Regions from separate parts of the Mus musculus genome. Here regions 2, 3, 4, 5, 6 and 7 are each linked to region 1. A link is a contact called in public HiChIP or PLAC-seq and promoter capture Hi-C data. All regions are on one chromosome and are shown on one strand. The core of a region is the stretch at or near the end of the contact, and the rest is flanking DNA. Distances in the headings are between cores, read along the strand shown. Region 1 holds the start of Dubr (Dppa2 upstream binding RNA). Region 2 overlaps Gm15518 (a long non-coding RNA gene). Region 3 has its middle 7.9 kb from the start of Gm16619. Region 4 has its middle 18 kb from the start of Gm16619. Region 5 overlaps Cd47 (CD47 antigen (Rh-related antigen, integrin-associated signal transducer)). Region 6 overlaps Gm6936 (predicted gene 6936). Region 7 overlaps Gm4827 (predicted gene 4827).

The links. Promoter capture Hi-C pulls out the DNA fragments that hold promoters and counts their contacts. HiChIP or PLAC-seq counts read pairs in DNA pulled down with a chosen protein or histone mark.
Region 2: a contact with region 1 is called in a promoter capture Hi-C map of neutrophils, with 6 times the contacts expected there. The contact joins the enhancer-like site here to the promoter of Dubr in region 1. A contact is called at or near these places in 13 of 39 promoter capture datasets (the 3T3-L1 cell line, 3T3-L1-derived adipocytes, the C10 cell line and 8 more), 1 of 15 datasets of contacts at CTCF or cohesin (large pre-B cells), 12 of 484 Hi-C or Micro-C datasets (B cells, CD4 T cells, CD8 T cells and 7 more) and 7 of 115 datasets of contacts at active chromatin or transcription factors (CD8 T cells, bone marrow-derived macrophages, effector CD8 T cells and 4 more).
Region 3: a promoter capture Hi-C map of neutrophils shows a contact between it and region 1, with 4 times the contacts expected there. The contact joins the enhancer-like site here to the promoter of Dubr in region 1. A contact is called at or near these places in 9 of 39 promoter capture datasets (the C10 cell line, the HPC-7 cell line, embryonic stem cells and 5 more), 1 of 115 datasets of contacts at active chromatin or transcription factors (large pre-B cells) and 1 of 9 other capture datasets (embryonic stem cells).
Region 4: an H3K4me3 HiChIP or PLAC-seq map of pro-B cells shows a contact between it and region 1, with 4 times the contacts expected there. The contact joins the enhancer-like site here to the promoter of Dubr in region 1. A contact is called at or near these places in 12 of 39 promoter capture datasets (the 3T3-L1 cell line, the C10 cell line, the HPC-7 cell line and 8 more), 1 of 115 datasets of contacts at active chromatin or transcription factors (pro-B cells) and 1 of 9 other capture datasets (embryonic stem cells).
Region 5: a promoter capture Hi-C map of liver shows a contact between it and region 1, with 4 times the contacts expected there. The contact joins the enhancer-like site here to the promoter of Dubr in region 1. A contact is called at or near these places in 14 of 39 promoter capture datasets (the 3T3-L1 cell line, 3T3-L1-derived adipocytes, cranial neural crest and 9 more), 1 of 484 Hi-C or Micro-C datasets (cortical neurons), 9 of 115 datasets of contacts at active chromatin or transcription factors (the 230-238 cell line, acute myeloid leukemia, bone marrow-derived macrophages and 5 more) and 1 of 9 other capture datasets (embryonic stem cells).
Region 6: a contact with region 1 is called in an H3K4me3 HiChIP or PLAC-seq map of bone marrow-derived macrophages, with 4 times the contacts expected there. The contact joins the enhancer-like site here to the promoter of Dubr in region 1. A contact is called at or near these places in 3 of 39 promoter capture datasets (the 3T3-L1 cell line and pre-B cells), 7 of 115 datasets of contacts at active chromatin or transcription factors (CD8 T cells, astrocytes, bone marrow-derived macrophages and 4 more) and 1 of 9 other capture datasets (embryonic stem cells).
Region 7: a promoter capture Hi-C map of second pharyngeal arch cranial neural crest shows a contact between it and region 1, with 2.4 times the contacts expected there. The contact joins the enhancer-like site here to the promoter of Dubr in region 1. A contact is called at or near these places in 9 of 39 promoter capture datasets (the 3T3-L1 cell line, embryonic stem cells, frontonasal cranial neural crest and 5 more), 7 of 115 datasets of contacts at active chromatin or transcription factors (bone marrow-derived macrophages, embryonic forebrain, embryonic midbrain and 3 more) and 1 of 9 other capture datasets (embryonic stem cells).

What each region holds. Positions count from the first base shown.
Region 1 is chr16:50,731,171-50,734,709 of GRCm38.p6, forward strand. It overlaps Dubr (Dppa2 upstream binding RNA), which reads right to left and starts at 1,603. Exons shown (of 2, transcript NR_028300.1): 1 at 1,248-1,603.
Region 2 is chr16:49,768,704-49,772,242 of GRCm38.p6, forward strand. Gm15518 (a long non-coding RNA gene) reads right to left here. Exons shown (of 5, transcript XR_003951928.1): 3 at 1,068-3,539; 4 at 1-38. Among named protein-coding and RNA genes, the nearest start is that of Gm15518, 5.4 kb to the right of the region's middle. Within about 2 kb of position 1,823, at least 80 of the 459 cell types and tissues checked have an H3K27ac peak or open chromatin away from gene starts, as enhancers often do. A contact at or near this core is called in 3T3-L1-derived adipocytes, CD8 T cells, the G1E-ER4 cell line and 4 more, where this site is marked.
Region 3 is chr16:49,790,831-49,794,369 of GRCm38.p6, forward strand. No RefSeq gene overlaps it. Among named protein-coding and RNA genes, the nearest start is that of Gm16619, 7.9 kb to the right of the region's middle. Within about 2 kb of position 1,866, at least 115 of the 459 cell types and tissues checked have an H3K27ac peak or open chromatin away from gene starts, as enhancers often do. A contact at or near this core is called in neutrophils and pre-B cells, where this site is marked.
Region 4 is chr16:49,817,245-49,820,783 of GRCm38.p6, forward strand. It overlaps Gm4633. Among named protein-coding and RNA genes, the nearest start is that of Gm16619, 18 kb to the left of the region's middle. Within about 2 kb of position 1,532, at least 116 of the 459 cell types and tissues checked have an H3K27ac peak or open chromatin away from gene starts, as enhancers often do. A contact at or near this core is called in the HPC-7 cell line, neutrophils, pre-B cells and 1 more, where this site is marked.
Region 5 is chr16:49,904,513-49,908,051 of GRCm38.p6, forward strand. It overlaps Cd47 (CD47 antigen (Rh-related antigen, integrin-associated signal transducer)), which reads left to right. Exons shown (of 9, transcript NM_001368415.1): 8 at 2,269-2,300. Among named protein-coding and RNA genes, the nearest start is that of Gm19723, 50 kb to the right of the region's middle. Within about 2 kb of position 1,764, at least 133 of the 459 cell types and tissues checked have an H3K27ac peak or open chromatin away from gene starts, as enhancers often do. A contact at or near this core is called in acute myeloid leukemia, bone marrow-derived macrophages, cortical neurons and 4 more, where this site is marked.
Region 6 is chr16:49,985,647-49,989,185 of GRCm38.p6, forward strand. The region is part of intron 1 of Gm6936 (predicted gene 6936); the gene reads left to right. Among named protein-coding and RNA genes, the nearest start is that of Gm6936, 7.0 kb to the left of the region's middle. Within about 2 kb of position 1,560, at least 39 of the 459 cell types and tissues checked have an H3K27ac peak or open chromatin away from gene starts, as enhancers often do. A contact at or near this core is called in bone marrow-derived macrophages and pre-B cells, where this site is marked.
Region 7 is chr16:50,067,335-50,070,873 of GRCm38.p6, forward strand. All of the region lies in intron 1 of Gm4827 (predicted gene 4827), which reads right to left. Among named protein-coding and RNA genes, the nearest start is that of Gm4827, 3.7 kb to the right of the region's middle. Within about 2 kb of position 1,952, at least 29 of the 459 cell types and tissues checked have an H3K27ac peak or open chromatin away from gene starts, as enhancers often do. A contact at or near this core is called in bone marrow-derived macrophages, second pharyngeal arch cranial neural crest and trophoblast stem cells, where this site is marked.

The DNA of each region.
Region 1 (3,539 bases), core at 353-2,852:
AAGTCTATAGGCAAGATTGTCGGTTGTTTGGGGCTTGAGGGATAAGGGCTATCTTTGGAGGGCATCTATGACCTGATAGTTATGGTCCCACAAAGTGAATATAAAAAAAAACCCAAATCACATACTTTAAATGGATGAATTGTATGGCTTGAACCATATCTCATTATTACCATTATTAATACAATATTTTGTGTATATCCAAAACACTGGAGACCACACAACATAAGAGTAAAAGAATATTTTTAAACGACCCAATTGCGTGAAACAGCATGCATAAACTCAAATACAGTGTGGAATGAAAGGAGCAGGGCACTGCAGACTATTGGATGGATAACTATTATGACAGAAAGAACAATTAGAATACTTAATGCTAAGGCAGTGTCTATATTTAGCATGAGTGTGCTTTCTTTGTTACGGACTGCGATGAAGGAGGCTTGTACTAGATTATATCATCTAGACTGTTGCCAGAGTATGTTTGTTTAAGTACTGAACTGCATTTGTAATCGGCATACTATTTTCTGTGCTGTTTTTCAACAAATGTTAAACAGCTTCAACAACCTAGTTGTTCAGTAAGTGGTCTTACCAAGTGAGCACTGAAAAAAAAAGAGGGTTAAAAGCATACATAAAGCTTTTCAAGTTGTTTTAAGTTTGTTGGGATTATGTAGAATTTCAACATTCTTCTATACACTTTTCAGTATGTTTTAAATGATCACACTGGACATATCACAGCAAAAGAGACATTATCAAAACACAATAGTTTACCTTTTTACACTAAGCCAATTTATCCAAAGTGTTGGACTTTACTAGCCACGGAAAGTGACCGATTCAGAATAAAAGACTAGCCGGTTTGGCTACTGTTCTAAGAGGTTCCTGGCGGTCTTGACTGGTAACCGGCCAGGGGAGGAGGCGCAAACAGGTACGTGGGATTCCTGGGCTGGTGTTCAGAACCAGGTGCAATCGAAGCCTGGGCATCCTTACAGAAACTGGATCCTTTCTGCAAGCACCAGAGACGCGGCGCCAGCTCCCAGAAAGTGAAGGATTTGCCTGCCATCGCAAATCTGCAAGCGTTTAAGGCCGGCGGCCGTGAGTGGGTGTTTCCTCCTCCTATGCAAGGTTGTGAAAGATGAGTACGTGACAGATTTCGCTCTTCCTGGGGGGCGGGGGTGGGGTGGTCACAGAACTGGTAACTCTCTAATTGGCGACTCTCCAGAGGAATCTTAAAGCACGTAAAGTTTTTTTCTTTTTACCTGGGCTGGCGTTGGCGGGTAAAGAGCGGGGTGTGGCCGGATGCCTTCCGCGGCTCAGGATGCCCTGAACGCTCAGGACGCTCGCACTCTTGGGGCGGAGTCCACTCTGTGTCAGGACACAGTCCCGTTGGGACAAGAGGAGACTCGCATCCCTTCAGCCGGCTTAGAGAAGCGGGAACTTCTTCGGACTCGAACAAGGTGCGATGCCACTCCGAGCAGCCTACGCGGAGCAGTTTCGCCTTTTTTCCATCGCCGGGATCTTCACCGTTCTGACAGGTCTGCCCGTTGCTTTGCAACTTTGCTAGAAGCGCGGCCTGGGTGCGGCTGACAGCTCTACGCACGCGCGGTGCCGGTCCACGTCCCGCCTACCTTAAGGCTCCTCCCACAGAGCAGGTCACGCCCACCGCTTAGCTTTGGCTGCTGGCTGAGCTGCGGCTAGGAACCAGTCGCCGCTGGTGCTGTGGGCGGAAGAACACACACTGGATTCTGAATTAGTTGTGAACAGTGTCTACCTTCCCCCAGAGATAACATCCATACTAGACCTGTGTAAGCGGCGAGATCCTGTGCTTCAACCTAGTTTCTCAGAATAAGCGATTTTTCTCCATCGGGGTTTCTCAAGCACCCGTGGTGGTAGAGATTCGGGCTAGGTGATCATACAATGTGTCCATAAGGTGAAGTGACTTAGTATTTTGCAGCATCCCCGATTTCTAGTCTCTGGGTGGCAGCTTCAATCTCCACCCCTCTTATCTCCCTGATTCTGAGCAACAAGAATATACTCGAATTCTGCTACGTATGTGCCCATATTTGACTACAGGCTTAAAATACAGCAGGGGTCAAGAAATGTAACAAGTTTAGTAACCTCTATCTGATAGAGTTAATATGATTTAATTTCCTCAGTTGTTCCAAAAAATATTCAATTTTTACTTTATCGTTTGTTGGTAGAATTTAAATCTAGGATTAAGTTGATTACATAACACATTTAGATGTCAATTATCGGTCTTCATTCCATTTAGTTCAGTTCTCCACCCCCTCTTTGCTGTTTTCTTGACATTGACTAGGATGGGTCTCCTCCCAGAGTATCCTTCACTCTCTCTATTTGACTGTTTCTGCATATTGGTAAGACTGGTGGAAATTTTACCTAGATGATTTTTCGGTTTTCAAATGACTGTCTACCTATTCTAACAAGATAACTTTATAAAATTCCTTTTCCTCTTTACTTCTAGGGATGTGAGATACCACCTATGTCAATTTCTACACTGTACATGAGTCCTGATCTATATAATTTTTCTTTTCCACATTGATTAGATATTGTCATATTCGAAATTTATCCTTTTTAATTGTAGTCTGTGCAGCGTATTGCAATGTCTGAAAGGGCTTAGGCCTGCCTCATTGCGGCTTGCTTTTACATTATTTTTTCCCATATAAACAATAGAATATAGCTTCATTAAAATACTTTTGGAGAAACGGAGAATAATTTGATGTGCTTTCCCATTGGAGAACGGAATTTATCTTTCCTTTTATTGAAAATCCAGTTCTGTGACATTCAACAAGACTTTCTAGTGTTTTCCATATAGGATGCTTACATGTCTTGCTTATAGCGTAGTCCCTTTTGCATCTGCACTGTAAAAGAGCCTCATCCTATCTCTTCTTCCTCATGAGTGCTTGTTGCCCCAAACGACGACCATAATTTCTGTATGTAATTTTATATCTTGCTGTTAGGTTTAATTTGTTGCTGATTCAGGAGCTTGTCATCGGAGAACATCTTGCTTTTATGTCATTGTAGCCGTTATCCACTAAAGCTCAGACTGCCCTTGCTTGGCTCTTCTTACCTGACAGAGCTCCAAGGGTCTCCATGCGAGCGTCCTTCCTTCCTGAGGTGATATCAGCTCCCGTGTCAGCTCCCAGGCTTATTCCGGGGTGGTTCCCACTGTGTTGTTCCAGACTGAAAACCAACCGTTGCCCAGGGAGCCCTTACAGCTTCTGAGGCAGCCAGCTGACTGCAGCCTGTGAGCTTCAGGATGCTCATTGGCTTGGCATGGCTTCTGACTCTTCCACAAAATATTTAGAAAATATGTAATTTTTTTAAAGAGAGAAAAATAAAAGCCAATTTGTGGTAACAGTAATCTTCTACGTGAAAGATGATAGTATATTTGCTTACCCAATATTTTATCTCACCTCCTCTCTTTCAGGCTGAAAAGGATGAATCCTGCATTGTATGATGGTTTGCCTTTCCCTAGTAAAATGCCAAATGTGGTTAATCTATTAGGATTTGTTTCATGTTGCTTAGTCAAA
Region 2 (3,539 bases), core at 573-3,072, 960 kb before region 1:
AATGGCCTCATTAGGCTCCTGCTTTTGACTGCTTGGTCCTGTGGGTAGAGATGTTTGAGAAGGAGTAGAAGTGTGATCTTGTTGCATGTGGTTTGTCACTGGTGGTGAGCTTTGAGGTTTTAAAGGCCTATACCGCTCCAGTTGGCTCTCCCGCCGCCATCTCCTGTTGGTTCTAAGCTCCTAGCTACTGTTCCAGTGCCATGCCTGCCTGCTGCTGCCCTGCTTCCTGCCATGATGGTCTACTCACCCTCTGGAACTGTAAGACCCAGTAAACTCTTCTGTAACTTGCCTTGGTTATGGTATCTCTTCACAGAAATAGAAAAGTAACTAAGACAGAGGGAGAAAATCGGTTTTCTTCAAAGACATGACCCTTGAGAAACATAGGTCTACCATGTTCCAGATAGCCACACACCAAAAAGTTTGGGCTTCAGGCTCAATGGATTGAAAAAGAAAATAAATTGATAGGGTAAGGAGGCTGGATCTAAAGAGAGGTAGGAGGAGTGATTTTGATAAAAATACATTGTATGAAATTCTTGAAGATTAATAAAAATTTTAAATGCCTAAGCACTAAGTCCCCTTCTCGAGTTTTACCCCATAGACATGGGTGTTTTGTTTTATTATGTTTTAATTGTGGGAGGGTTATCAGGGATTTAAAAATGCTAATGTTGATATTCAGTTATCTACAGAATCACCCATCTGAAGATCTCCCCCTCGCCCCCCCATGTACAAGTAAGCAAAACATTTCAGTGTGAAGAGATTTGTTTTGTTTGTTTGTTTTTTGGATTTTTTTAAGACAGGGTTTCTCTGTGTAGCCATGGCTGTCCTGGAACTCACTCTGTAGACCAGGCTGGCCTAGAACTCAGAAACTCGCCTACCTCTGCCTCCCAAGTGCTGGGATTAAAGGCGGGCACCACCACACCCGGCGTGAAGAGATTTCTTTAAAGAGAACTTAAACTCATTTTTCTTCTCGAGTAGCTTATGAAATGCTAAGGCCCCATCTAATAAGTACCATAGATTAAATTAATACACAATGTTAAAAGAAACTCAAGAGAAATGAAAAGAACCACCTTTAGAAAACCGTTTGTCACCATCTTCACTGTTGTGAAGAAGTTCTCCCAGCTAGGCCTTCCTAGAAGAATTTCAGGTCCACAGCTCCTCCTACTCACCCGGTGTCCACCACACCCCTTATCAAGACCATGCATCCTGTTTCCACACATGCCCCTGGGTGACCTTCTCTAGCTCCTCTCAAAGGCTTGTGCATGGAAGAACCCTGGCCCACAAGTCCAGCCAACCAGATCCCAGTTCCAGGTGTGTTAGTAAGAATATATTCACAATATTCCTGGCACCAAATATGTGGAGTTGTCCACACCAACAGCCAGTTTCTTCCATCTTGCACATGTCCCCTTGCCCTTCTGACGAGTTGTGACTCAGCATAAAGGCCCTGGTCAGAACAATGAATGCTCTTGGTCTTCTCTGTCAGAGCCATGAGCCAAGGAACCTTCTATTGTTTGTCAGTTATCCAGACTGTCACTCTGTTACCCAAACTGTGAAGTTCACCAGATAGAACATCAGAGAGGGTGGGAAGCCCTGGTTGTCCTCATGGCTAACCCCCACCTGAAAACCTCAGCACCCCTTCATTTAGGGTTTTCTTCTTTTCTTTTCTTTTCTTTTCTTTTCTTTTCCTTTTCTTTTCTCTTCTCTTCTTTTCTTTCTTTCTTTTTTTTTTTTGAGGGATTTCATCATGTAGCCATGAAAACCTCAAAGTTCTAGGAAACTGCAAACTATTTGGAAACTCTGTGCCAACCGTTACAGCCAAAGGTCAGACTTATTTCTTCCTATGTCACAATTTCTCGGCTAAGAATTTCCTGTGTGGCTTTTGAGTCACCGTTCATCCTGGGTTTTCTCCGGTAAGGTGATAGAGTTATATTTTCCCTCCTGTCCAGTCGCTTTTCTTTTACCTTCTGTAAAATCTTCTGCAGGGTATGCTACCCATGAATCCCAATGTGCTAGTAAAAGTACAAAGTTGTTCATACAGCCACCGGTAGTGCTGGGATATTCTAAAACCTCCTAGTGCTAGACGTGCATGGTTGTGAATCTCCTGCCAGTGTGGGCATCAGCTTGTGGTAGGCTTCTAGAGTCAGCTCCTACCACCTCTGAAGTCAGTTGTTTGATATTCGGAAATTTTGAGAGCTAGGTAACTGTTGATAACTTCCCACCAGCCCATTGTGAGTGTTTACACCACAGGAATAGAAAAATCACTACAGATCAGACCGTTAGACAAACAGCCAGTTTACTCACATGCCGCTGACAACAGCAGTTTAATGTTCTGCATCGAGATAAGCAACAGTATTTTAAGGTACGTAGTTAAGGTACATTATTATCATATTGCTAGTTGAATTAGGCCAGATTTGTAAATTATTCTTCAAAAAAATCAGTCTACATAAAGCCACTCTGTGTGTCAAATGTGTATCCCCTGAACCATTTTATTGATACTATCCCATGGCCCTTTCTAAATATCACCTTTTACTGCTTCTCAAATCAATAGGCTAAGGCAGCCCAGGCATCTTGCTACAAGGTAGATTCAAAGATCATGCTTGTACAACTGAAATAATGTAGAATGCACAGCTAGTCCAATTATTTGACTATAAAAAAGCTAATTTAGCTCACTGCATCATTGATCCATTTAATTGTACAGCAGCTTCCTATTGATAACAGGAAATAGCCCGACCCAACTGTGCTGAAAATGGAAATGGCCGGTTTTCCATAACCATAAATTTAAATAAGGATTCTACCTTATGTGTGGAAACTAAAAAGCAAAAATCATAACCAAGGTTTGTTCAATATTTCTTATTTTTACTGATCTGTTTGTCTTGCATACTTTCTGGACTTTGTAAGTCATTAAATGTTAGCCTCTGTTTGAGCTCATGACTTAGTGTTTTATTTCGGATAGCTACTGTGATGAATCTAAGCTATCATATTCATTCTGCCCTTGGGAAGCATTCAGCAATCCCTCAGTATCGCAGAGGATGCTGGTGACCTAGAAAAACTACTTTCTGTGGTATTTCTAAGAAGCCTCTTGGTTCAGGCGGCTCCTGTTCACTACACATATGTAGTGTGGGTCAACGAACATTTGACAGATAACCACTTGTTTTGCTGCAGTGTGAGATATTAAGGGAGCCAAATGCAAATGAGGTGTAATCGCTTCCTTTACCAGCTCACAGTCCAGTGGGAAAGATACACACACACACACACACACACACACACATAAACACACACACACATACACACACACACACACACACATACACACACACACACACAAACACACACACACACACACACACAGAGTTAAAATGCTTATAACAGTAAGTTTTATGATAGACAAACAAACTTTAGTGAGAAAAATCATTCTAACTTTGAGAAAACAAAGGATATTCATAAGAGTAGAACTGAAAGACGATAGGAATCCAATATCAAGGAAAATAGCCAGGCAGATAGCAAGAGATGAAATTATGAAGTTGTGAGTGGACATCATGGGG
Region 3 (3,539 bases), core at 616-3,115, 940 kb before region 1:
CCTTGTTTACCGAGATGGAGCTTATGGAACAATTTTTCTCAATTGAGGCTCCCTTCTTTCAGATGACTCTCGCTGTGTCAAGCTGACATGAAAGCAGGCTGCACAGTGTATGTGTGAAGCATGTACTGAAAGAGAGTTACCGTTAAGAGGTTTTGACTGGTTTTATGCACTATGTTATTTGTAGTATACCACTTCCGTAGATAGTTATCAACTGAAGCACTGGAAAAGCCAAGAGAGAAGCCAAAGAGAGAAAAAGATAGAGGAAGTGATAAAAAGGAAGAAAAAAACAAGGGTGGGGACAGAAAGTGACTGAAGGGAATTTACTTAGCAACACAGACCTTAGCTACACTTACACTGCTGACCTCTGTTACGGAGAGACGCTCTGCACAAACTGCAAACCTCACTAGGAATTCCCCAGGACTCCTTGGGAGTGGTCAACAGCATCCTCTTTGGTAGAGGACAGGTTTCCTTTCCTTCTTGTGTTAACCCACAAGCCTACCCTCCATGCTCTGGAAGGCTGAGTTTTTATCCACTCGTATTCTAATCTACTTCCTCCAAGTTCACCTAACTCTCTGAGCCCTACCACTGTCCTTACAGTGGGATAGTACCTATAGTACACTGAGCCAAAACTCCTATATTTTGTATTCCTAAGGTACCACTGAAATGCTTTTCTCTGGCTTTTCCTTCTTGAAGACTTGGGCGATGGTTGTGGCCATGGGGATATTTTATTTTTGTTTCTGTTTTATGCACCATTTTTGGTAAAAAGTATTATTTCAACTTATAAAGCACAGACCCTGTCACTGGATAAAACAGAGACGCCAGAGCGCTTGAGGAATATTTTCTGTGTATTGAAAGTGCTTATGTCCAGAACAGATCAAGGTTATGTTCCTTAATCATCTACCTCTGATGCTGAGAGAACTTCAGACACACTTAAGGGATTCTTGGAATCTCTTATTTTCGAGCAGTAATTTCAGAAGTCCATCAGCAAGACTTTTGAGGCTTCTAAAATAACTAAGTAGGAGACATCAGGAAACGCCATCTGGCCTTTAATTGCTATCTGGCTTTCTCCTAACCCATCATATTCCTATAGTTCCTGAGATCTTTAACATTGTTCTCATGTTTTTCAAAAGTATTTACTAAGATCCTTTCAGCAATCGATCAAAGAGCTAACCATCGTGAATTAGTGTATAATGGTATGTGTACATTAATACACATGAGGCTGCACACAGGGCTCACCACTGAACTAGAAGAGGGGACAGTTTCCCAAGTGATCTCATTGACGGGTGGCAAGTGCCTGACAGGATACACTCACCGGCCAGCTTTGGTGGCAGCCTCTAACCCAGGAGATGGGGTGGGGTGGGGTGGGGGGGGTTGTGAATCTTCCTAGAGGAACAAATATTTTCCATCAATCTCATCTTGGGTTTATTTATCTTTTAAAAAATAAATACCATTTTCAAGAAATGCTATTAGAAGACAGGAACTCTAGAAATATTAGCACACATTAATGTCCATAAGTCAAGGTCCTGAGTTAAGTAAATATTAGAATCATTACTTTCTAGATGGCACCAAGAGAAAGAGAGAAATCATACCGGGGGCTCTGTTTAAAGAGCAGGGAGCTATTTCTGTGGGGTAGGTTTATCAGGAGAGGTGACGTGCCTGGTGGTGCAGACAGGTCAAAGCACAGAAACAACACACAGGGCACAACCTACATTACAGTTTTGCCTAAAGCCTGAGCTAATCTTGAGCTCTGCTTTACCCTCCCACTCAGCAGGGAAAATGCCCAGCTGGGCTTCCAGAGTGGAAGTGAAGTGTAAGGAGGAAGTGGCTTTTAAAACTCTGACGAAGTGTCTACAGTTGTTGTGTGCCAAAACGAGTTTGCCTGGAAATTTTCCCATTCTGACGTCCTTCGGGTTGTCTCTTGGACCCTTCCGTATCGTAGCTCTTGTGTGACTGAAACCTCTGCATAAAAGTTCGTTATCCTATGCTTGGCAGGAGCATGTGCCAGCACCCGTGTGTCCTCCTTCCCACAATGCTTCACAAGAACCAGTAAACGAGTCCTCTATTTATGATCTACAAGCTTTCAACTAAAAACCACCACAGTGTAATTATATAGGCACTTGGAGATGTAATACACGACCTGTAACCCCAACCTTAGCCTGTGCCCCCTTCTTTTTTGATCCAATTTGAAACTTTTGTGAAGTGATTGACTGCAAAGGTGCCCTCTATTAAGCAAGTTCTAGAAGGTGTTTTCTGCAAAATGAAATGTGTTCCCATTTAAGCTATCCCTAATAGGAATTTTGCTTCTACTCACCCTCCTGCTGTGAGTGAGGCTACACGCCTATGAGTCAGGACCCTCTCTCTCCCACCTTCCAGGAAATCCAACTTAGAGTTGGCAGTTCTGCTCTACACAACAAAGACCTGTATTATTGCGTCTCAGTGTGAAACTGTGGAAAGATTTCAATATCACCTCACAGTTTGGACAGCATTCACTTTAACCCACCAATAAACCTGTGAAGACAGAAGACTGGTTACATATGTCATTCTGTTTACCAACTTTACTCTATGGATTAATGTCTTTAAAATTGAATCCATTGTCTTTAAATAAAACTGAATCCATCAGTGAAAAAGAAACATTACATGGGCCAGCAATGATGCTGAAATACCTATTACTGCTTTCTGTAGCATTCACCATCAATGCTTTCCTAGCCTTGGAAATCCTTGTTTGAGAAGAATTTTCTAAGCATCCTTAACCCCATTAGGTCCAATAAGGAAGGCCAAGAGCGGTGAGATGTTAAAGGTCCTTGTTGAATGCAAGGTTACCATGGAAAACAAGATTTTAAAAATGAAAGTGAAAAGTGAGGGATAGATTAGTGAGTGCACACTTGCTTTTAGAGCAAGTGGGAAGACTTGAGTTCAAATACTCAGAACCGTGCGAGGCTACAAGTGATAGCATCGATCTGTAATCCTCGCACATCAATGTGCTGACGTAGGAGTGGAGAAGCCCCTCCCTGAAGCTTGCAGGCCAGCTAGCTGGTATTTACAGTGGGGAACAACAAAAAGAGACACCCTGTCTCGAAAAAAGGTGGAAGAAGAGGCTACTGAAGAGGTGCTCACTGTCCTCTCGTAGCACGCCAGTCCCCTGCACACACACACACACACACACACACACACACACACACACACACACACAGTCCAAAGTGGTGAGAAAGAAGAGTTGTTGCCTGTGAATGGAGAATGAATCATCTAATAGAATGATTCTGAAAGACTAATAGCAAAGCATCCAACACACAAGCATGGCACTCCTGGGCTAACGGATAGTACCAGCCAGAGGATGATGGAGACACTGGAAAACTTTTGGACAGTTGTGTATCTAGACACTTCGTGGGTACCAGCTTCAAATTAATTCCAGGAGGGCTTAATCCCTAGGGAAGGCAGTCACCTGCCTCCATAAATTTCCATTACAGACAAATGAGAATGGTTTGGGGGCTTGGAGGTTTTATACATATTCAGAAGAAATAGACTTTCCGTATCTTCAGTAT
Region 4 (3,539 bases), core at 282-2,781, 910 kb before region 1:
AGGCATTTCCTCAATTGAGGCTCCCTTCTCTCTCTGTTGATGCCTCTAGCTTGTGTCAAGTTGACACACAAAACCAACCAGTACAGAAGGCAACTGTGTAGTAAGGTATATTAGTCCCACATTATATGAAGAATTAGTAAGGAAACAGACTGTTTCACATGGGAAAGTGAAACCCAGGTTTCATAGTAACTGACCTGATGGAGTTGAGATTCTATTTTAAAGAGGAAAGAAATAGGCTCTTCCTATATGGTTCTTCAAGAATGACCCAAGAACAAAAAAGATATTTTGGCTTGATGTTAGAAATAATTTTCTCAAAATTAGAGAGGTCTCTGTGTGGAGTAAGATGATGCCCTTATGAAATAGTGATTTCTTAGGTGTCAGTTCAAATACCCGTAGTGCATCTTATGGTGAGCGTTTTTGTCAATCAATCCATCAGTCAATCAAAGAAGATGCTGTAGTTGGAAAATTTTTTGCCCCTGTCCAAAATTCATGCTGAAGTTTAACCTCTGTGTCAAGACAAGGGAAAACACTGTCTGTTTTCCATCTATTCTCCCTCACAGTCAATACAGAATTTCTGTGACCTCAAAACACAAATTTTTCCCAACCAGAAGGCAGTTCTGCAGCAGTGGACAGCAGCTGCTCTGCTCTAATCCATATCCTCCTCTCTAATCCAATTTAATTCTGACACCATCTTTCTTGAAATAACATCAGGGCTTACAGGTTGGGGCTCAGTTCCCAAAACTGCTTTGAATTCCGGTCACACGGCCAAGATTATTCCACCTGCGCTTTGAGCAATAGGGAGAGGGCTCTGGTGCCTCTTCCTGGAATTTGATTAATTCGCTTGAGTCAGTCACAGAATTTGAGGAAGCATTGATATTTGAAGATGTGTTCTTCTAAAGGATACAAATGAATATATGCATAGTGAGAGTTTAGGAGATAGGGACCCTAGCTTCCAAGCCCTCTCCAGCCACTCTCTATGAACGTCCATGTGTTCAGTTAACAGGAAGCTCTCTGAAGTTTGTCTTTCCGGGTTTTTAAGAAGGTTCCCTACACAGGTATGCTGGCTCACAGGCTGGGAGAGGAAACCCAGACTAGAGAATTAAAACAAAACTCTTCTGGAATAAGGAGAGTATTATCACATTGAGGCAGCCTGAAGATCTTCTTTATGGCTAACTGAAGACTGGAAGATTAGAACTTTAAAGACGCACCACTGTTAGGAATTTATAATCTGGGGAATTTTCCTTAGGAAACGTAATCTAGGAAAGTCATTTCCCTTCAGTATAAACGTTCTTTCTTGGAGACACCTAAGATTCAGGAAATAAAAAATAAAAATGAAAAAAAAATTTAAAAAAGTACAAGACTCGGCAAGTTTTTAAAACTTACAAAATTTGTTGTAGTTTGCTTTCTGTTATGTGATAAGCAAGAGGGCCTGGGAAGGAAGCTTCATTTCAGCCTATAGGGTATAGTCAGTCTATAAATGCAGGAAGTTAGAGCGAGAAGTCAAGGCGGGAACTTAGAAGCTGGAACTGAAACAGAAACCACAGAAGAACATTGTTTACCGGTTTTATCTAGCTCTTGCGCAGATGGCTTCCTTAAGTAGCCCAGGACCATCTGACAGGTGTGCTGGGCTCTTCCACATCTGTTAGCAATCAAGAAAATGCCCCACAGACAGCCTCACAGGCCACTCTGATGGACGCAACTCTTCAATGGAGGTTCTCTCTTAAGTATGTCAAATTGACAACCAAGATTGGCTATCATTAGCTAAATCTACCGCTTGTCAGCTTGACACACAAACACATCACTGTTAAACTATAACCTTTACTTTTTACCGGGATTGCATGTTAACATAACAATATAAAATGTCACACAGCCTCTAAAGTCCCAAGGTCTTTTTACATTTCAACACATGAAAGTTCAGTGTCTAAAAATCCAAAGCCTCTTATTTGTGGGTATCTATAAAAATCAAAACTAAATTGCATACATTCTATTTCCAAAAGCAAAGAATCAGGGAGAGCTCTAATCAGAATTCAGTAAAACTAAATGCCAACAGTTAGTTAGTTGGCTCAGTATCTGATATCTGGGACTTTCTCGTGATCTCTGGCTTCTAAGGGATTAAGGGACTCTATTTCTCTGGCTCTGCCACCCAAAAAGCACACACATCTAGGCTCAGGATGGCTCCATTCTATATCCATGACTGTTCATGGTAGTTATTCCACAATCACGGCATCTACAGCATCTTGGAGTCTCCATCACATGAAGCTTTACTTTTACCAATGGGAAATCTCCTGGTTTCTCTAGGGCCTCTAACACTGCTGCATGGTTCCACTCCTCAGCTTCTTTCCACAACCCCTTCAGTCTTGTAGTTCCCACACAGAAGCCGTCATCACAGGAAGGACTCTCAGACATTGTCAAATTAGCTGCCAATTTAAGATGCATTCTTGGTCCTGCCGCACCACAGCTTCAGAGTGCTGACTCTGCAAAAATGCTTTTTTTTTCTCCCTGAGTCATCATTGATCCAGAAGGCTTTGACTCTATGATGCTGGTCTCTTATTAATCATAACTGATTCTTCAGCCCCAGCTGACTGGCATCCATTCTCCCAGAGAAGCACAGGCTTCCCTTGGACAGTCTTAAAACGGCACACAAACAAACAGTCTTGGTAGAGGTTTTGCTTCCCTTAGAAATGGCACAATCCTAGCGCCATTGTCTGTATTTTGCTCAGTGCTATTTTTTTTTTTTATTTTCCTCTTCTTCTTCACTGACCTCCTCCCCCCACCTGTAGTTCCTTCCTACCTTCTCTTCTACTCAGGTCCATCCCCTTTCTGTCTCTCATCAGAAAACACACAGGCTTCCAAGGGATACAAATAAAACAAAATAAGAGGAAGAACAAGACAAAACAAAAACCAATACATGGGAATCGCACAAAACAAACCCTAGGAAAAGAGCTCGAGAAAAGGCAGAAGAAGCAGGTACAGACACAGAGTTGCACATTCAGGAACCCCATAGAAACATTAAACTAGAAACTAGAATATACATGCAAAAGATGTTTGGGTTGAAAAGAGGAGAAACTAAGAAATATAAAATAAAATAAATAAAAATAAGATTCAAAAAACAAAATCAAAGCCAAAAAAAAAAACATGAAATGATATTACAAGACAAGAAATATCCAAAAGTGCCATTAGGCTCTTTTTGTGTTGATCATCTCTAGCTGGGCACGCACCTACCCTTAAGAGTAGTTTGTTTCCTCAGTGAGACTGCTCTCAGGCCCTGTGCATGCTGCCTCAGTCTTTGAGAGTTCATATGTGTGCCCTTGACGTTGATTCTTGGTGTCCTCTATCCCCTCTGGCTCTTACACACTTTCTGCCTCCTCTTCGGCATAATCCCCTGAGTACTGAAGGGAGGATTTGCTGGACACAGCCCACTTAGGGCTGGATGTTCCAAAAATCACTCTCTGAATAATGGCTGACTGTGGGTCTCTATACTTGTTTCCATTTGCTTTAGGGGGAATCTTCTCTGATGATGGCAGAGGTCGGCACTGATT
Region 5 (3,539 bases), core at 514-3,013, 830 kb before region 1:
GTCATTCAGTTCAGTCTTCCGAGACGCTCACTGGGCCATGGGTGGAGACAGAGGGTCATCTATGGCTGAGCATCCGGTCACTGACTGACTCTCAGCACTTTGGCTCCTGATGAGTCTGCCTTCACCACTAACAATTGCAAACGGAAACCTCTCTGAGCAAGGTTGAGAGCAGCATAAATCTGGCTTCCCCCGTGACTCTCAGTAGAACACCGTTTTTTTTTTTTTCTATTTTTGAATTTGTGCACACACTACTGTGCTTTCTCAGTCTTTTATCACTGAATGTGTCCTTCGACATTCTCATACAGGTGTTTATAGAATACATTCTGATTACTGTCACCCTCCATGTGGCCTTTCCTCAGCACCCCATCAACCCACTCTCCTCCCTGCAAATCTCGTTGCTGTATTCATGAGATACAGCATGGAACTCTTTGTGTTTTAAGACTCAATGGGTTTAACCAGGGCCATCTAAGTGACCATGAGTTTGGAATGGTCTACTGGAGCCCGACAGGCTCATGAGTATTTATTCAGCTGAGGGAATGCCTCTCCAGGGCTCAGAATCTTTCCTTAGCCATTTCTTTGATGGAAGGGATCCAGGCCTCTTGGGTCCCCCTCCCCCCCCATCAGCACCTGGCTTCTGACAGGCCCAGTCTTGTTGAGGTGTACTGCAGGCAAGTGTAATTGCGTTGGGTTCATGGTTAGAATGTGTGTAGCATGCCCAGAAGATAGCAGTCATGTAGCTCTGGTTTCTGTCGTCCACCCCTTATCTTCCTTCTGCCCTTTCTTCCCCAGTGTTCCCTGGGCCTCAATGGGGGATGGGGTAACTGCCTCATTTATAGCTGAGCACTTACTTCTCCCTGTTACTTGAGTTCAGTTTACGTAACTTAAGAATGACTGCATTTTTCTCCCAATCTCCTGCCTAACTGTGTGATACACTCCATAGCTGCTTCTTTCTTCATTCCCACCACTCCAAATTCTTCCTTGCCTACTTTCTCTCTTCTTTTGAAACCTGTCCCTCCTATCCCTATGTTTCTAGTTGTTTGTAATTTAACCTCTTCTAATTCTAGTGGTAATGTGATGTGTATGTCTGGCCTGGTGGCTGCACTTTTCCAGTTTGAGAAAGCCTGGTCTTCATTAGCGTTAGACGCTTGCTGAGTCTGCACGGGCAGGGTAGGGGAACTTGGCTGTCTTGGGCGTGCCTCTGTGTGCTAGCCAGTTGGGTTTCTGTGGAATCCTATAAGCCCTAACACTGTTTCTCGGCAGTCCAGAATGACTGGGAAATTACTCTGCATTGCTCCTGCCTTAAAACTACATTGTGTATTCCGCTGTGGCTCTCGGAGTGCTTACACTGTTTAAAAAACCTGGAAGCTTGGAGTTCTCAAACTGAGATGGGTGGGGTAGGAAATTGTGCCTAGGAAAAGAATCCTGAGTTGTTGAGAGACTATTTCTGGTCACGTTTTCCTGTTCTTGGGACACAGGCTATGTGTTAAGACCTGCTTTCCTTGCTCTCTATGGCTCCCTGAACTGGTTTTACAAGGAAGTTTTCTTTTCTTTTTTCTTGTCTTTTTTTAAAACCAGTCTAATGTTGTTCTTTTCCCTCTTGTCATTTAGTTCCTGCCCTCTATTATTGCATCTTCATTAGCTAATCTGTGCAGAAGCAGTAAAGGTTGCAACTCAAAACACCAGGGAGGAATACACAGAGGGAGGAGCCCTGGTTTGGTTTGAAACTACCAATCTGGGGTAGCTCTAAGCTCGAGGGAGGGAGGGAGGGAGGGGGCGTTGAAGGGCTCATGCTTTGTTGTAGCGTGCTAGCTGCCTAGAGCTTTGAGGACTGGGAATATGAGAGAAAGGAAGAAAAGGCTGCTCAGTTCGGAACAAGGAGAGTGTGTTGAGAGAGGGGAAGTCACTCGTTGCCCTATTCTGGCCATCCCAGCTGGGAAGGAGAAAGAGATGGTACCCTGGTAACAGTGAGTAGTTGACAGCCTCTCTTCAACATGAGGTATGACAGGTATCTGACATGAGAGAGGCATGTGCACATGAGTGAGTCTATTTTTTTTTATTTGCTGTAGGCATCTCTTTGCTTTTCTCCTGTCAATGCATTTAATCAAGAGTCCTCTGTAGTTTTCAAGTAGACCATCAAAGCTACAACTCCTGCACTGGAGTCTCTAGTACCTTCTGGCTTTAGTCCTGAACATGTATGTTATCTTAAAATTAAGTATTATATTGCTTTATGTATCTTATTGGTTGCATTTATGCTTTTATTTATACCAGCTTCCAACCAGAGGACTATCCAACCTCCTAGGGTAAGTCCAAGTTTATGAAATTAATTAAAAGCAGTTGTTTGGTGGATTAAAATGAGGGGTTGGAACATTGGACTGTTTGGTTCTATGCTTAATGTGACATCAAATTAAGGCAATGCTGAAGTCATTTCAGGGCCTGTGTATGAATAGGTCTGTTTGTGTCATAAGATTTACCTTGAGGCATTTAAGTACTGATGAGACAGAAGTGTCCCTGTAAGTTTGTACTCCCTATGTAGATGCAGAATCTATGAGGGGGAATATAATTATCTCTTCCATCAGCAGGAAGCTGATTCCACTGTGTCTCCCCATCTGTTGGATTTGTGTGATGTGAGTTTATAGAGTGACAGTTTTGAGCACGACATTAAGGAAGAAAAGTTTGTGTTAAATTGACTTCCTTAAAAAGTATAGTCTGTAAGGTATATGTTGTTGAAGAGATCCATTCCAAATAATGACCTACGATTTTATCAGCATTTTTCCTTCCTAAAGGTTTTATTGTATTTGAATACCTCCATAAGGTCTTTGGGAAAATTCTAAGAAAAAGATCAAATTCAGGAGGAAATGTATGAGAAAAAAAATTACTGTATAAACTCACCATGGTGACAGACCTGAGAGTTCTTACATGGAATTAAGATCTGAAGTGGGAGTATATTGGACTCAGCTTCCTGTCCACAGTGACTGGCAGATAACTCTGGCAGCCTCTAAGGACACGCCCAAAGGGCGGGCTTGGGAGAATGTGTTAATTCACCTCTGCCTCTTATTCTGAGGAGACTGGTGACACAGCTGTGTTAGCCACAAGCAGCTAACAGTTCTCCTAGAGCCGCTTAGAGATAACCTAAGCAATGGACCGTTAAATCCTACCAATTTTCTTGCTGTTACTGAGTTCAATTTGCATGATGTGAAAATGATTCTGCTTTGCTACCATCTCTTATTTAACTGTGTTTTCTATCTGTTACTGCAATTTGCATGTTTGTACATTAATACTTTTATAAGAATTTCTTGAACTGAGAATGGTGGGTGGAGTAGGGAATTATTCACAGAAAAAAATACTAAGAGAATAAGGCAGCTATTATTAAACTATTAACTAGCCTTGGGAAGCTTTGTTTCATTAGCTTTTGCTGTCTCATTTTGCTTTTAGACCATAGGATTCTCCACTTATAATACAAGTTCAATGATAGTGTAAGTTTTAGCATAAAACACATAAAGTAATGTACATTTTCTATAAATATATTTTAAATATTTTCC
Region 6 (3,539 bases), core at 310-2,809, 750 kb before region 1:
TGATTCTGACAAATAATTGTATTGAAAACCGGACAGGGACTTGAATGTTGCTGCTCCTTTTGAATCTTACAGCAGAGTCTTCTGGCTAATTAAAAGGTGATGATACTGGCTCGGAAATGCAGAGCAATACTATAACAATTTGTGACATTTAGACAAAGGAGTGTGTGCACACCCCACCTTGGCACATACTATGTGACTGTCATTGTCTAATTTCCTTAACAAGCACAGTGACTCCTTTATACAGACGGTTGAGCAGTGAGACCTGGTGTGGATGCTGAGGAGGAGGCAGGGATAAAGGAGGAATTGGTTTGTGCCTTTTCTTTTCGTTTTAAAACTAGCTTTGGCTATTTCTCCCACTCTCTCATTTCTTGCTTTCCTGTAGTTCTTTATGTAGGGGTGCATCCTCGTGGGCTTTTCGCCATCCGCCTTGGCATGTCAATTGCTAATGTCCTTGTTCGAGACATTTTTAGGCAGTCATGATAGTGAAACTTCATGGGTGTGGTATCACACCAATTGATTTACAAGGTCAACCTTGCAAACATACATAGAAGTAACGTTATACAGACTGAGCAGGATGTGTGTGTGTGTGTGTGTGTGTGTGTGTGTGTGTGTGTGTGTGTGTACATAAATGCCTGTAAGAAGAATTGCTGAAAGGAGGTCACAGAATATATACATATACATACATATATGTATATATATATATATATATATATATATATACACACACACACACACACACACACACACACACACACACATATATATATATGTGGGTTTGAAAGGAGGAAAGGGAATGGAGAAATCATGTAATAGTATTATAAACTAAAAAATAAAAGATATAAAGTTTTTACAAAGTAGCATTAATTTTAAGGGCTTTCACATGAAAAGGACGTATAGATTAGATGAGTCCCTGAAACAAATTTTCAGTAAGAACATGTCAAACCACAATGGTAGCTTCGTCTCTGACCCTAAGGATGACTTATTCCCTCTAGGGTTAATTACAGTGGCCTCTGAGAGGAAAGGACTTCTTACTAGTGAAAAGAGAAAAAAAAAGACACTCTGAAGCTGTGACATTTGCCGTCATGTAATTGGGATGCCCTGAAATCCTGGAGAGCAAGCACTTCTGGGAAAAACTGACCTGGGAGGTGACATGCAAGTCCACGGGCCTCTCTTCACACTCAAGGACACCTCTACAGGACTACAGGCTGTTTGCCACACAAGGGCATCACACAGAGTGGAAATAAAGGCTCCACAATTCAGTCCTTTCTATATTCATAAGCCCTACCTGGGGGTCAGGTCTGTCTGGGTTAGCAAATCTCCGTTCATGCACCTGGTTAGACCACAGAGGAGCCTGGCATCCTAGAGTACCTTAAAGGTACCACTTTCCTGTGCTTTCTATCGTCTTACCAAGCATCTGCTATCCTCTTTCACACGCTCCTACACAGCCATGCCCCATCTCCTGTGCAGCATAAAAGGGAAGGAGACACACCCATAGTTGTACTAATCACCGTGTCCTTGACTCTGTTGGCACTGTTCCCCTTCATCAGGAACTTCACTCCCTTCACTGTACTTCCTCTTCTGACCATCACCCCTCAAGAGATATCCGGCCGTTAGCTACAGTGACATACTCCATCAGATATCCATACCACATCCATATTCTTGTAACTGAATCCAGGCTAGACCTTGTGCAAAGTGAAACTTAATGTCAAATGTTCTTTTCCCACCAATAATTAACCCACCACCCATTAAATTAAAAGTCTTGATCTCAATAGGGGTTTTTCTTTTCAGTGTGTGTGTGTGTGTGTGTGTGTGTGTGTATGTGTGTGTGTGTGTTTGGTGCATATTTGTGTGTGTGTGGTTGGTATGTATGGTATGTGTGTGGTGTATATATGCATATGTGTGATGTGTATATGTGTATGTGTGGTGTTTGTATATGTAGTATGTATGTATGTGGTGTGTGTTGTTGTGGTGTGTGTACATGTATGTGGTGTGTATGTATGTGTATGTGTGTGTATATGTGTGGTGTTTATGATACATGTATGTATGGTGTGTGCAGGTGTGTGTGAAACTGAATGTACCTATTCAAATGTTTTCTCACTAATAATCACCCATTAAATGTCCTGATTTCAAAAGGTTTTTTTTTCCTTTTCATTGTGTGTATGTGGTGTATAAGTGTGTATATGTATGTGTATGCATGCTGTCTGTGTGTGGTATGTGGTATTCGTGTATGTGCTGTGTTTATGTATATGTGTATGTGTGTGATGTATGTATATATGTGTGCTGTGTGTGTGTGTGTGTGTGTGTGTGTGTGTGTGTGTAGTGTGGTGTGTGTGTGTGTGTGTATGTAGTGTGTGTGTCTGTGTGGTGTGTGTGTCTATGTGGTATATGTGTATGTCTGTGTGTGTGTTTGTGTGTATGTTTGTGTGACTCAGTGTTGGAGAGGGAAGCCAGAGGTCAACACCAAGTGTCTTCCTAAATTGCTTTCCTTCTTATTTTTTGAGACAGAGTCTCTCACAGAACCTGGTGCTCATCAGATAATTTAGATTAGCTGAACTCCAAAAGCTCCATCTCTACACTCCAAGTGCTGAGGCTACAAGTGGGCATAACCATGCCCCACCTTTACATTTTATTACTTCTTTGAGAATTTTATGCAATTTAGTTTAATCATATGTACCCCTCACTCCTCCCCCAACTCCTTCCAGATCCACCCCAACAACTTCATCTTTCTTTTTTTTTTTTTTTCATGACCCAGTTTGTGCTGCCCTCATAGGTGTGGGTGCGGGATCATCCACTGGGGCATTTAGGGTTCACATCACTAAAGAAAACAGATTTTCCATCCCCTCAGATTATTCATCCATCTGTATCCTTTCAGTTAGGAGTGGGGGCTCACGAGTCCCTTTCCACTCCATGCAAACATGCTGGCTAGTTTGATTGTGTGCAGATCATGGGAGCGTAGCCATAACTGCTTTCAACTAGTGATTGGAGCCATCCTGCCATGTCCAGAAGACACTTCTTCTCTGGCCCTCCCCTTCCTCTAACTATTACAATCTTTCTGCCCCTCTTGAGGAATGGTTCCTAAGACTCAGAGGAGGGGTTGATGTCCCATTTGTGGGTGAGCACTCCAGTGACAGGTGCTACACTGTGGTCATTTGTGAGTTTCTGTGAATATCACCATCCACTGCATGAAGAAACTTCTCTGAAGCGGCCTGACAGTTGCATTACTAGATGGTATTGAGGTACACATTTAAAGAGCAGTTAATGTAGCGAAAGAGTAGTAAGTAGGGGGCCTCTGAGCTCCTCCAAACATTGGTTCTTGATTAGCTTCAAAGAACCGGCCATGTGATTCCTTCTGCAGAGTGGGCCTTTAAACCAATCATAAAAGCAGGTCCCATAACCTTCATGTCACTTCTTCACCCATGGGTATATCTTGTCATGCTAGTCATTACTATAGTTCACAGGGTTCACAGCTGGGAAACAGTGTTGATGACTTTTCTCCTAGCAGCCTACATATAGCACCTTCTGCTACTATGAAATCCCAG
Region 7 (3,539 bases), core at 702-3,201, 660 kb before region 1:
TTGTTCCTATAGCAAACAGGAGAAGACTGGCTTCCACGGAGCTAGAGTGAGGGTCTTCAAGCTCACACCCACAATGGCACACTTACTCCAACAAGGCCATACCTACCCCAACAAGGTCACACCTCCAAATAGTGCCACTCCCTGGGCCAATCATATTCAAACCATCACAGGTGGCCAATTGGAGTTAAGAGCAACCCAGATGAAGCATAGTATATAGTAAGTGATAGCTCAGGGTTATAGATAGGAAAGGAGAGAGAGAGAAAAAAAAAAGGAAAGGAGACACTTAACAGCACAGAGGGTAGGCAGCTGTCCAGCTCTTGTGTTGTTTAAGGCTTATTGTAAATATAAAGTCTGTGAGTATGTTCTTTATTCAAGAGCTCAGTAACCAAAGGCAGGGTAGAAACTCCTGGCCAAGATTTAAATATTTACTATAACAGTAGACTAGTACTCCCTCAGCTGAGCTACACCCTCTGGCCTCTGTATGTATTCCAGAGTCCAATTCAATGATAATGGAGCTAAGAAAAAAAGGAGGTAGTTTATAGGGCTAGTGTGAAATACATATAAAATGAAATTATTAAGCACAGCAGTTTATTCATACAGGTTTTTCAGAGATCTGCTTAGAAGTAACTGAAAGATCTCTTCTCCTTTTCTTTTTAAAAGATTACAAGGGGAGGAGGAAGGATGGAATAAGGGGTTTGCAGAGGGGAAACCAGGAAGGGGGATAACATTTGAAATGTAAATAAATAAAATAACCAATAAAAAGGCAGACAAAAGTCTTTACCAATGCTACTGGCAACCTCCAGGACCTGATGGTGAAACCCTATTGCTGTAGACACCACATACATAGTATAGAACATGGAGAAATCAACCTGGTATTCACCTCGATGCTTCATTCCTATTGGATGCTAGAAGGTCCTCTACAGGCAGCTGGATGAGGAAGGTAACCATCAGTCTCACCTCTCTGTGAATCGTGTGAACCACAATAATAACAGCCTGACAGGACATGCCCACTGATGCACTAGTGGCATGACGTCATGGGAAACCAACCACTTTCTCCTCGGATGTAAGTCCCACTCCACAAGATGAAACCTATAAGTGGTGCCATTACTGTTCCAAGTGCCTTTAGCTAGATGGGTCACTGGCCTAGGGGAGAACTTACTACTAATATACTCCTAAATAGATATAGTATTAATCCAACTTCTAAAGACTTCTAATACCTATAGATACTTGTAAAGTATTTAAACTTTTTAAAGACTCTGGGACTCTCAAAGTTGTACTGTATTTTATATCATGATATTAATATGAGATCTTGGAGATAAATAAAGGAAAGGTGTTGTGTTTATGTATCAAGCTGCCAAGGTGTGAAGTCTCCTAGCTTCAGCTGTTAAAAAAAGAAAAGTCACAAGGCATAACGGAGAGATACAGATTTTGTCCTCAGTCGTGAATTTGAACAGACTCCATCTTCTTACTGTAAGTGTGGCTAGGCATTTGGGCGTCTCCTGAGCTACACTCTCATTTGAGGTGGATTGAAATCATAAAGCTGTACCATTCCTGTAAGGAAGTGACATCAAATCACTAGCAATGGATCACAGTCAGCCAAGGTCCTGTAGATGCCTTGTATTCCTGTGGATAAGAGCAACTGAAGGTCTAAGCTGTGAGGAAGAGAAGCAGAGAGAAAGGGAGCAATGTTGATCGGGAAAAAGAGAGCACATGAAAAGCAAAGTTGCATTCATTCTCACTTTTCATCAAGGCCCCAACTTTCATGAACAGGCATCAACCATTGAAAAAAGGAGCAAAGTCACAGGGCATACACTAGGAGAAAAGGAAACTTGCAGAGCATAGATCAGGAAGAAAGGGGGCGGGGCGCTGTCCAACAGCTACAGCACAGCAGAATGGCTAACAGGACATGCTATCAGCACAAAGGCATGGAAGCAGGAAGTTGTTGGGGGAGGGGCACTTGTGGCTTCAAGGTTTTTCAGCTAGTAATATTTACATGTTTGCCTGATTATAGACGGAGTACAGGATCACATCAGAAATTTAAAACCCACAGAAAGACAGAACTCTCAGATGAAAGTAATTTGTAGCACGGAAGTTTATTCTCTGTTATTGGGGTTAGCCCTGGTGGTGTTGCACATATATATTTGTCTTTCTTGTAGCATTTGGGTTTATTTTATAAACACAGCATGCCTACTATTTCATGTAGCACCACTCTCCCGCTTACCCTTCAGGTGTTTCCTCTTTTACAAGGTTAAAATTTTCAGCATAAAAACAATAAAGAATCTAGAATAGTCCCAAGGACCCATAACCTAGATTCAACAGAGCTCAAACCACAGCCAACTTTTATCTATACACTGTCTACTTCTCTCATGAAACTCCTAATGTTAGCTTGAAGCAAAACCCAGATCGCAAAGGAACAATGTACAAATATGTGCACGTGAATGTCTCCACAGCCTGGTAGTTCCAGAAACATTGTTGAAGTGATATTGTCATTTCTGAAAAAATATTAACACTTTGATATCATCAAATGTGCGTTTATTATTTACTTTTTCCTAGTTGTCAATATATTTTTACTATCCGAATGACCATCAGACTTCTGGTATGTGAGAAAAACAAAACAAACAAACAAAACAAACAAAAACCCTAGGCTTACACTGGAGATATTGAAGAAACTCATGATGTATTTTATTCAAAACACAAATGAAAAATACTTTAGGTATATTTACTCAAAAAGCCTAGAAACAAGGTCTAGCCTAAATAACAAAGAATAGCTCTCATGCCTCATTCTGGACTCTGTTATCATTTCCCACTAAGGGAAGTAAGGAATTTTTAGGGGGTTGCCAAATTCGAAATCATGGAATGATCAAGAAATGAACAAGATAGACGTGGAACATTTTAAACTAAAGGCAAAAAAAGGCCAGGGTCACCTCCAAAGGATCCAGGACCTTAAGGAATCACTCTATGGCCAAAGGTGTGGCCACTGTAACACCAGAAAGGATGACTACATTGGAGTTACCAAGGTCTATCAAATAAGTGTAAGCTCATGAGCTCCAGGCAGCAGACACAAACACTTCAAAGCAATTGTGGCTCACTTCAAAGAAACAAAACTAGTATCTTAATAACACAATTAAGGGGGAAAGTATTAATCACTCATCTTGGTTTTCCTTCTAAAATTATACCCTAAACAAATGGCTAGTAAAATTATTTTTATTTAATATCCTAGTTTGAGAAAGTGGAAAGATGTTAAGATTTCAGCCTTTTTAAAAAAATGACTGTAACCTCATCAAAGAATAAATAAGAACAAAGAAAACCAACCACTCACCATCATTTTGCTTATTTCCTCTCTAGGTTTGAGGCACTTTCCTGGCAGAGCCCTCTGACACTGAAACTTGGCCATGAGGTAGCTCTGAATGACAGAATATGAGCACACCTGACATAGGCTACTTCCAGTGGAGATCTTTAAGCATGTCAGAGTGATTGGACTCTCCCTACCCTAAAGCTGCTTCTGTCTGTCATATTGAAAATACTGGTATCAGCTAGCG